Linked DNA regions of Columba livia: region 1 is linked to region 2. The links are chromatin contacts, called in public Hi-C maps. All regions are on one chromosome and are shown on one strand. Each heading gives the region's core, a stretch centred on a gene start, on an enhancer-like site or on the middle of the called end of the contact. The rest is flanking DNA. Distances are from core to core; before and after follow the strand shown.

The links. Hi-C and Micro-C count contacts between places; a contact is called where the count stands out from the background.
Region 1: a contact with region 2 is called in a Hi-C map of liver, with 3 times the contacts expected there. The contact joins two enhancer-like sites. A contact is called at or near these places in 2 of 2 Hi-C or Micro-C datasets (crop and liver).

Annotation. Positions count from the first base shown.
Region 1 is chr1:207,812,914-207,817,801 of bColLiv1.pat.W.v2, forward strand. It overlaps RBM17 (RNA binding motif protein 17), which reads right to left. Exons shown (of 12, transcript XM_065049304.1): 7 at 3,385-3,526; 8 at 1,358-1,509; 9 at 578-651; 10 at 109-207. Among named protein-coding and RNA genes, the nearest start is that of RBM17, 11 kb to the right of the region's middle. Within about 2 kb of position 2,993, at least 1 of the 3 cell types and tissues checked has an H3K27ac peak away from gene starts, as active enhancers do.
Region 2 is chr1:207,696,747-207,701,798 of bColLiv1.pat.W.v2, forward strand. No RefSeq gene overlaps it. Among named protein-coding and RNA genes, the nearest start is that of PFKFB3, 98 kb to the right of the region's middle. Within about 2 kb of position 2,630, at least 1 of the 3 cell types and tissues checked has an H3K27ac peak away from gene starts, as active enhancers do.

The DNA of each region.
Region 1 (4,888 bases), core at 1,743-4,242, 120 kb after region 2:
ATCTCCTAATCTATGCCCCTTCTCTACAGCAGTAACAAGCCAGTTGTGAGGGACAAGTGCCCAGTTTGCTTTCAGAGTGGCCAAAAACAGAGACAGACTTTCTCTTACCTCAAAGATGACACATTTCCCAACTTTGCCGTATTTTTCGCACTCCTCCTTAGTTTCAACTTCTAGATCTTCGTCCACCTCCCCAGCACCTACCATGTTCTGAAAGTTAAAAGAATAAACCCAACTCACTGGGTGCAGTCTATATAGATGATTATTTAGGCAAATGCCAGGTGCACACAACTGTGACCATGAATACTTTAAACTTCTCTTTACTAGTCAATATCCACAGGAGGAGCCAGTTCACCAGTACTAAGACAAGGTAACTGTGGGATCTAAGGCAGTGCTGATTTAAAGTCACAATTTTTATCCCAGGAAGACACATATTTTCTCCAAAACACTAAGCACCGTATAGGCACAGGCCAGAACTGTTCAAACTACAGAGTCACTGCAACAGGAACAGGGGTTTAAGCATTTCAACCGGTCATGTACACTGCAAATATCAAGACATGTTCCCTTACTCCCAACTTACCCTTAGTAAGACCACTTTAGTTGGGCATTTCAGTATCTCAGTCAAGGGGTTAGAATCCGCTTTCTTGCCTGTTTCTGGTATGAAGACAGAACAGTGAATCACGGAATAACATAAGATTAAAGCTGATTTAAACCTTATACAGGGGCTTTTATCAGAATCTTACTATTATCAAACAATGGATTAAAAGACACAAAATGTAGTTTCATATTGCTGAGGAATAGTTATTCAGAACTTGTAGCTATTTGGAAGGACAATAAGCAGAAAAACCACTGCTACAGAACGTGAATTAAACTATAACACTGACAACATACTGAGGGAAATAACTCATAAATTCAGAATTGTATTGGATCCCCTAAGAACTAAAAATGAGATCTGACTTTCAACACCTGTGCTCAGGCAGAGGTGCGTTTCTAGTAAGCTGAGATGTTGTCTCTACGTCAGACAACAGCAGGGAAATGAGGGCAATATCTAAAGCATGTGATAGAGAGAAAGTCATCAGGAGCAGAGCAGGATCACCCTTTGAAGAGGCTTCCAAACACTAAAGGAGGACAACTGATGGGGAAGGGGAGGATGCGTTAAAATAATTGAGGACCGCTTCAAAAAAAGATTAAAAAAAAGATCAATTTCCACGAGAAGGACCATGAGTCATTCTTCCAAATCTAACTAGTATTTTCTGCAAGGATAGATGGCAAACAAAAAATCCAGGAGCTTCCACTGAGCCCAAAATATAATTTTTCCCTGAAGATTTTTCACAAACTTATTGGTATAGGACAAAATTACCTTTCTCTGTAGACTCGCCAACAATGATCTTGCCACCCCTCTTGCTTGTTTTCTCTACAGACAGTGCTGTGCTCAGCCCCTGTTCATGCTTCCCCAGCCCCTGGCCCTCTCTGAAACCATACTTCTGCATGATTTTATGAGCTACTGTCCCTCTGCAAAGACAAAAAGCATCAGTAAAGGTTTCTTAGACAAAACATTAACATTGCATTTCTCCCGAGTGCTCATTTACTCTGCCTCCTAAAATCTCATTACGCAGAGACTGAAAACATGTTTCTACACGACTTGACAACCCAGCAATTTCACAGCACCCTGTGAACATGAAAAGTGTTACCCTGAATTACAGACAGAAAAGCTGCCAGAGAAGTTGGCTAAATAAAATTGTTCACACTTTTCCAAATAAAACCCAACTTCTATTTGCAGTGCAAGTCAGCATCATACACTCTATGGAACGGTTTGGGTTGGAAGGGACCTTTCGAGATCATCTAGTCCAACCCCTCTGCCATGGGCAGGAACATCTTCAACCAGATCAGGCTGCTGACAGTAAATCACAAACCAGATTAGATAAAGCGTCTATTTAGTCCAGTTTCTTATCTTTGCCAGTGGCTGGTATCAAGAGCTTGAGAGAAAAGGCAGATGTGGGATGATCTACTTCCCACTATCTACTAGTTCAAAGTTGGCGTAAGCTCTGGAGTAAATGGCTTTGCTTCCCCTTCCTGTAACAAATCTGGATATCCTCAGTATTTATTTAAGCATCTCATCTGTCTGAATTTTCAAAAATGTACTGAGGCAATACAATCCCTAAACTATTTTAAAGTAAGTACCTTACAAAAAGCACCTCCACTGACAGGTTTTAAAATTCCCACTAAACTAATAGATAGAAACGTGCTGGTATTTCTTTGGAAACTATAGTTCAATAGGCCAAGACACAAAAGACATGCCATGGTATAATAGTTTACACCGCAGTAAATATTCTACGTTCAGTGACCGCTATTTTACCAAGAGGCATGTAAAATTACATAGAAAATGCAGGATCAGTGACTACAAGACTATTTTCTAAGCATACTATATGAAACACACAAAGACAAATTAAAAAAGGCCAAAATTCTGGCTACATAACATTGAAAAGTTAAAACACTAAATCACAGAATAAACAGTAGCCAATTGTGCTGGTCAATGTAAGGCAGGTCAAGTCATATTTTTAGCACTTCCTCCAGTGAACTGAAGGCCCCAGGGTACTGCTAACTAGACAAGGGAACAACACATAAACTGATCCAACAGTACTGAGTCTGGTCATCCTTTTTCTTGACAATGTAAAAAAGAAAAAAAAGGCATTTCTATTAAAAAAAAAAAGCATGAAAAATTGTCTCCAAAACATAAATGAACTGTAATAATGTAAAACCCCACATTTTTATGTCTGTTTTCCTCCTGGATATAGTTTTGAGTACACCGAGGCTGCATTTCCACAACACCCACTGCGACTGATAAGGACCATACCTAACCACTAAACGTCTCAAATGAGGTCGCTAATTATAAATTTGACTTCATTTTGTTGCCTCAGTAGTAACACAAGAATGGCACACAATGCTAATCCAAGGCAGAAAAGTAAATGGACAGATTTGCAGCCGTGTCTGCTACACTCATGCGAGTATGCTTTGAATTTTTGAACAAATAAAGCAGAACTGATATTATTTGACCACTAGTACCTAGAAAATTTAAGACAAAGAAAACCAAAGGAACTAAGGTTCCATCCGTATTTTCCTGTATACACACTAGCTTGGCTTGTAAAAGCCACCAACACTTCACACTGGAACGTGGCTTCAGAACTTGCTTAAAAGCACAGCCTTGAATGCAACCACCTCAAATGAATCTCTCAATGGCGTCAATCCACTGATTTTTCTGTCTCCTGACAGCATGCACTCAGACTAACTACATACATGCAATGGGTTGTGTTCTCTATTGACAAACTATTTTAACTTTTGGTTTCCACCACCTTTTTCCACTAAATGTGCATAAATTCAAACATTTACCCCATGTTAGCAAGGAAAGAGTTGCTTGGTCCTGTAGGGGAACGAGGTCTTTCTGGCTCATCATACACAGGAGGAGGAATAGCTGCTTTGGAAGATGGTGCCCGAGGTCTTGATTCCTCTTCATATGGAAATGATGCTACAGCTGAAGAAAACAGAGACATTTGCTTTTTCAATCAAATACTTTGCATGAACTACCTACTTGTTATGAACACTAGAATATTATGCCTTCAATCTAACACATTTACAGACAGCTCTTCATATGCAAGTTGTAGTTTTTTCTGCTTTAATACTAACAAACTACTAAAGAAAAGTCTTCCACATAAATGCAAATCAGAAAAATGTTCCTCTGCACATGCTGCTTTAACATCCCCTCATCTGTCCCTCTCTCAGAAACAAGATTTGAGTTGTTATTCTGGATTGTTCTTATAGGATATACGATGAGTTTATACCCATAGGTCTATAATGCATTTTTTAACCTCTTATCAAATGGAGAAAAGAAACATTAAGAGGCCACCTACACTACAATGAGTTTATCCAGACAGAAGACAAGCAAGTCCCGTTCGTCAGGAACTAAATTATGACAAAAATGGATCAATGCACACAGCTTGGTGCCTGAGGGCTGTAAAGAAAACTACACTGTACACTTACACAAAAGAGAAATCAGTCTCTTAAAAAGAATGAATGCAATTCAAAGCAAAGCATAAAATCTTAAGAGATCTCACTGACAATTTCTGAACTGAAAGCTTTCCCAGGAGACAAACATACGTATGTGTAAGTATATACAGTACTGATCAGACTACTGAGCTACCTTCCACTGTCAAGCGGCAAAACACACAAAAAAGCCTACAGAACACTGAAGACAACTTTTGAATGTATTTATGGACTCTGACTTCATTTTACATCATTTTCTTGAGAACTAGTGCTTGTATCTTAGCAAATAAAATGAAGTCTGAGGATGTCACATGAGGAAAATAGAATCCTCATTTAAGCGGCAGATGGTCTGGACTACGGGGCTTCTGCTCCAGCAATGTTTTCTCAGGTTTTTCCAGCCCCAGCTTTGAGCACCAAGTAACAAGTCATACAAAGGTTTCCTTGTGAGTTCATGTCACATTTTGAAAGCTCTCCCCCTCAGGATATTTCTACCATTTCCAGCCGATATTTACTTTTCCTTGACACTGCTCAATTGCTCTTAATTATTTACTCAAAACAATCTCTTTCTGTTTTTAATGTTTACACACTTCAAATGCTTTCACTATTATATCATTCACTTACTCCACCGAGCTTCATTTTTTTTTTATCTGAATCTTCTCATAAATAAAATCATGACTCCCAAAGGAAAGTTTGTGTGCAAAAGATTATTTTTCCTTTTTATTTTTTTAAAAACGTACACAACATACTGTTTATTATATTATCTTTAATGTTTAAGACAGTTAGACATAAATAAATTGAACAGTTTTGTTCTTACAGGAAGATTTTGCCACCTAGTGGACAACTTCAAGCCAAC
Region 2 (5,052 bases), core at 1,380-3,879:
CTCCTAGTTAAGGAAGTATGGGCAACTCTATAAATATATATATATACATAACATTGCATTAAAGCCCCTGGATCTATCTGACAACCCAGTATGATGCAGGAACATTAGTAATGTTTGTTGTACTGTTTCATATTACCTCATTTAGAGAGGAATTACAGTAAGTCTGTGCGTGTTCTAACCCAGATAGTTGCAGGCACACAAATTTTAATAGAAATACATCCACTGAATTGCACATGGTTATCCTTTTCTTTATAAAGGCCATGAGTGCTCCAAGTTAATCTGTGCCTGCACAACTAGGCATGAATTACTTTCTTATGTTTTTCATCAGATAAGTGAACTTTCAGGTTGTGATGGTAAAGTGTTGTAAGCTGACAGATGACTGATGTTTGGGAAACTATAATTTGGCTTCCTTACACACCAGGACTAGGTCTTCAATTTCTTCTCCCCAAAAACACCTTTCTTCTCTATGCATGGGATGAGCTGCTCTTCAAGGATGGGTCAGTGTTTTGCTGGGCAAGGAAGGATAACTGCAAATGAAGCAAACTGACAGAAGCAGCTACTTGTAATGGAAGGTGAATTTCCCCTGCTAGACCTACCTCTGAAAAGAATTATTTAAATCAGTTCCACAAGGTTTTACATATTATTTCCATATCACATTTTTGTAAGCAACCAGTGCAATTCCAGGCTCATTTAGACCCAGGCTTATGGGTCACTTTAGTGCAGGGCAGTGTCATGTGCAGTCCAGGCTGGAAATGTTTTTCCACTGACATCAAGAGTTGAATTTGGTCCAGAGGTGACTTTACAATCTCAGGAATCATCTTTCGTCTCTACTGAGTGTGGCCTCCTTTGTTCACAAAGCAGCGTGACCTGTGTCAGCTATTGCTCAGCAGAAAACAAACAGGAAAGGAAGGATTTGGATTTATTGGGTTAACTACAAACTGGATTTAGGTTTCTTAGGTTACCTACAAACTTGTTCTTAAAGCATCAGTGAGGGTGACAACTAACCCTGCCCTTCCAGCTGCCAGTGTTTAAATACGTTTCTGAGTCTTAAAAGCAGGAAGCAAGATGATAAGTTAGATTATCTAATCATTATCTCCAGTAAGGAGGGCAGCTGGGTCAGTACAACACTGCTTAGCATGACAGCCAGTGTATAAATAGAATCAATACTTACAGACCAGGAGACTGCTGGTGACCAAGGTTAAAAGCATAACTAATGTATAAATATACTACTATGATGCTCAGAGCCCACTTGTATTTCCTGGATAATCTGTGCAGAGGGCAGAGCATAATGAGCATTCGTAAGTGACCTTGTTACGAGTATTGAGGGATCTCTGGAGGCACCATGGACAGACATGAGAGGGCTGGCTGGCTGCCAGCTGAGGAGGGTGGATCTGCATTCCCCATTTGCCATTAACTCCCCAGGCGATGACAGAAATCGGCTTTTCCCCTCCCCCGTGACCTGGAACAGACGCAGCACAGGACTGTCATGAGGACCGATTAGTTAATAAGATACCGTCATCCCCCATGCAGGCAGAAACATGAAAAATGCAGGGATGCGCTCAGGCTGTGTCGTGAAGGCAGGGAGGCTGGCATGGATCTGGAGGACTTTCTCCAGGTTCAAGCTTCAATGAAAGCTGAGCCAGCATGTCTTCTAGAGCCCACAGCACCATTCACACAGCAAAGGGTCTTCATTTAATCACTGGGACTGCTGTGGCAGCCAAGAGAGACAGAAAAGGGATGCTCAGACTGCTCCCTGCCAAGGAGCAACACTCAGTTGACAAAGGCAAAGAATAAGGGTACAAAACAACCCCCAGTGATTTCAAGAGGCTTTTAGGCAGGTCAACAAGGAGCCAAAGCAAAGTCTCGGCCTGGCCCACATTCTGCACAAGGAACTGTGCCTCGGGAAGCCAAGGATCAAGTTTTATCTTCCAAAAACCATTTCCACCAAATACATGTTATCAGAGAGGGCTGTTTGTGTATTTCCTGAGAAACCTCTCTGCCATGAGCCATGGTTGGTGAGCACAGCATTAGATTCCAATGGTGTTTTTCCATCTGTTACTTCCCCCCAAAAAAATTATATAACCCCATCCATTTTTAGAAACACAGGCCCAGGGTTGTTCTGCAGATGAGTCTGACATTGATCGTTTCAGCCTTTGTGACTTCAGAAAGCCAAAAATCTTCATGGGGCAGGACATGGCTCGAGACGGAGGAGGAGGAGGGTGAGAACAGAGCACTTATGGGGCACGGGCAGCGTTTTTTTGTGTTGCAGCATGTGCCCTAGTGGAACAGAGGATGCCTTATCCTGCCTGCACAGCTTTTTCTGACCTGCTTTTGACCCAAGAAGGATTTGCATCATAAATACTTGAGTCATACCCCTGGGAGGTGAGGGAAGGAGAGGAAAGGAAAAGAGTGGGTTTATCAACTGTGGGATCGCTGCAGGGCTTGGACAGAAATCTTTCTTCTCTCTTCCAGTCCAAGTGTAAACCAGCCCGCATCCAAGAGGGCTTGTTTATTAGTCTTTAAAATGAATGGGTTTTGCCAAGACAGCTCTCCAGTCGGTGACCTTCTGTTGAGAGGACAGTGAAATCGATTTACGGGGTCATCCTGCTCCCCATGATGCCACCAGAAAGGTGTTGACTTAACTCTAGGAGACTTTACCCAGTGCTGCTGCTCTTTCTAGGGGTAAAAAGGCCTGAGAAGGGTGTATACCAGAAACTACCCATCTCTCCTTCCCCAATGACAGCCCGGAGATACCAGGGAGCAATGTGAGGACAAAACAAGGTAGGTGGTGAAGAAGGACGTTGGGAAAATGGAAATAAAATTCAGCATGTAATCAGAAAGGTTAGAGTACCATAGACACAGACATCTAGGCACTTCTCCACGTCTTGGATATGAAGCACAATTCTTGTTCTCCCAAAAAGACAAGCAAAACCAGAAGAAATACAGAGAAGAGTGATAAGGAGGGCTGAGATATGGATCTGACCTTACATGTCTAAGAAATTAAGCATTTTAGCCAGAAATGGAGTATTGCAAGTGGAATAAGACATTTAGAATAATCTGAGTGGCCTGAAAGAGGTGAATGGGGAGTGATTATCACTGGTACTCCAGCCCTGTTATTGATGGAGTACTCAGACAACCCTTTGGCCCTTCCTACCACGACCACTCCTGTACCATGCTGTGATGTGTGCTGGGAATAACGTGAAGCAATCTCGATACATACGGTCCACCAGCTTCTACACAGAGAAAGCAGAGGAACTACTGGACAAATTTCTGAAGATCCAAGCAGATCTCTTCAAACCAACACAAAAGAATGCACCAGGGAGCTAAAAGCGATGTTTTTAGAAAATACAGATGATCGCCAGTCATTGATAGCTTGCTTTACTGCCAGCTGTTAGATCAAAATTCAGGGGGAACAACCCTATCTTCAGCTCCTGAGCTTTGGCCCTGCCGCCATATTTTACTGACAGAGCTGTCAGTCTCATATCAATGTGTCCTGACAAGTGGTTTTTCTTCACAAAGGATTACACTTGCAAACACAAGCAGAAAGACTATGTTTTTTTCTGTCAAAAAATCATTTTATGCCTGCGAGGCATATGCAGAATAAATCAGAAAGCCCTAGGGATGTACCTAGAGGACATCTATTCACTAAGCAAAATGAAGATCTTTAGGGACTTGCTCCTCCTATAGCATAGGAAGTCCAGCTCAGACAGATTGGGGTGATTGATGAGTGAAGGATAAAAAGGCAAAGTGCAAAATAATGGTTTTTCTTTTGTTTGTCTTTCTGCAGTAGGTTTAAGACACTGCCAGAAGCTGTTTCTGTAACTGCTTGAGGAAATCTGCCTGAAGCAGTTCAGTTTGGGTAAAGCTCAGGGGAGACCTTCTGCTCTCACTTCCCAGTAGCTAACAGCAACTTTTCATAGAATCATAGAATCATTTAGGTTTGAAGAGACCCACCAGATCATCAAACCCAACCATTAACCCAACTCTGTCACTAAACCATGTCCCATCTGGGGAGGTGGTTTCCAACCAGTGCAATGGGCATCTTCAAAGCGTCAAGTGAATGGTGCTTCTTAACCCACTGAGCACCAATCATGGTGCTTTGCTCTTAGTTACCTTCAACATCAAGGAAGCATTTGAGCAGTATTGGGGGTGCTTCTTGGAGTCCTGTGGTGACATTTGTGCCTTGTTGAATTCAAAACATTGTGCACTCCAATTTTCCCAGTGGTCAAATGGGAATAACTGTGATGTCTTGCCTGAAGAGTTGTGAGGGAGGTACAATAAAGGTTGTAAAGAGTCAAGATAGTGCTGTAACAGGAGCTGTAAAAATACCTACAGAAAATAGAGAGCCCTTTGTACTACCACTGGAGTTGATGAGCAATGCATGCTTCTGTAAAAGGTAGATGACTGGTGGAGTGTTTGAGGCTCTCTGGGGTATTCTAGTTACATGTGGCACCAAAATCACATCATCTTGTTTCCCAGCTTTCGACAGAGCAACCAAATGTTTACACACAGCTTCCAGTTTCACTTCAGACAATGTCATCTCTTCCTGAAAGCTCATCTCACATCCGGGGAAAATCTCACATCTGAGTCCCTCATCCTTTTTTTATGCTGGTGGTGGTTTGGGGGGACTTTTTTATTGCACAAAAGCAAGCCATAAGCACGAGGGTGAGGGAAAACCTGACTTATGATCACCAAAATGTTCTTCCCCATCTTTGCAGCTTTAGCCAAGGTGATGAGCTCCATGCAAGAACACATTCCTCAATGCCAAATCACGTGTTGGGAACCTGGGCAGGAGTAAGAGACACAGTCCCTTCACACTTGCATGACTGCTATCGGATTTTGATTCTCTGCCCCCCAGGAATTTTGTACACAAGTAATTTGCCATGAGGGAATGTGCCACAAAGCCCAGTTGCAAAAGGGCATAGTCTCAAGGCAGGTAGCACCACAAGAGCTCCAACAGCACAGTCAAAGTGTTCCCCACTGAGCCGAGTGGCACCTGAGGAAGAGGATGGAACATGTTGCAGGCTTGAAGACAACCACTAGATGGGGGCA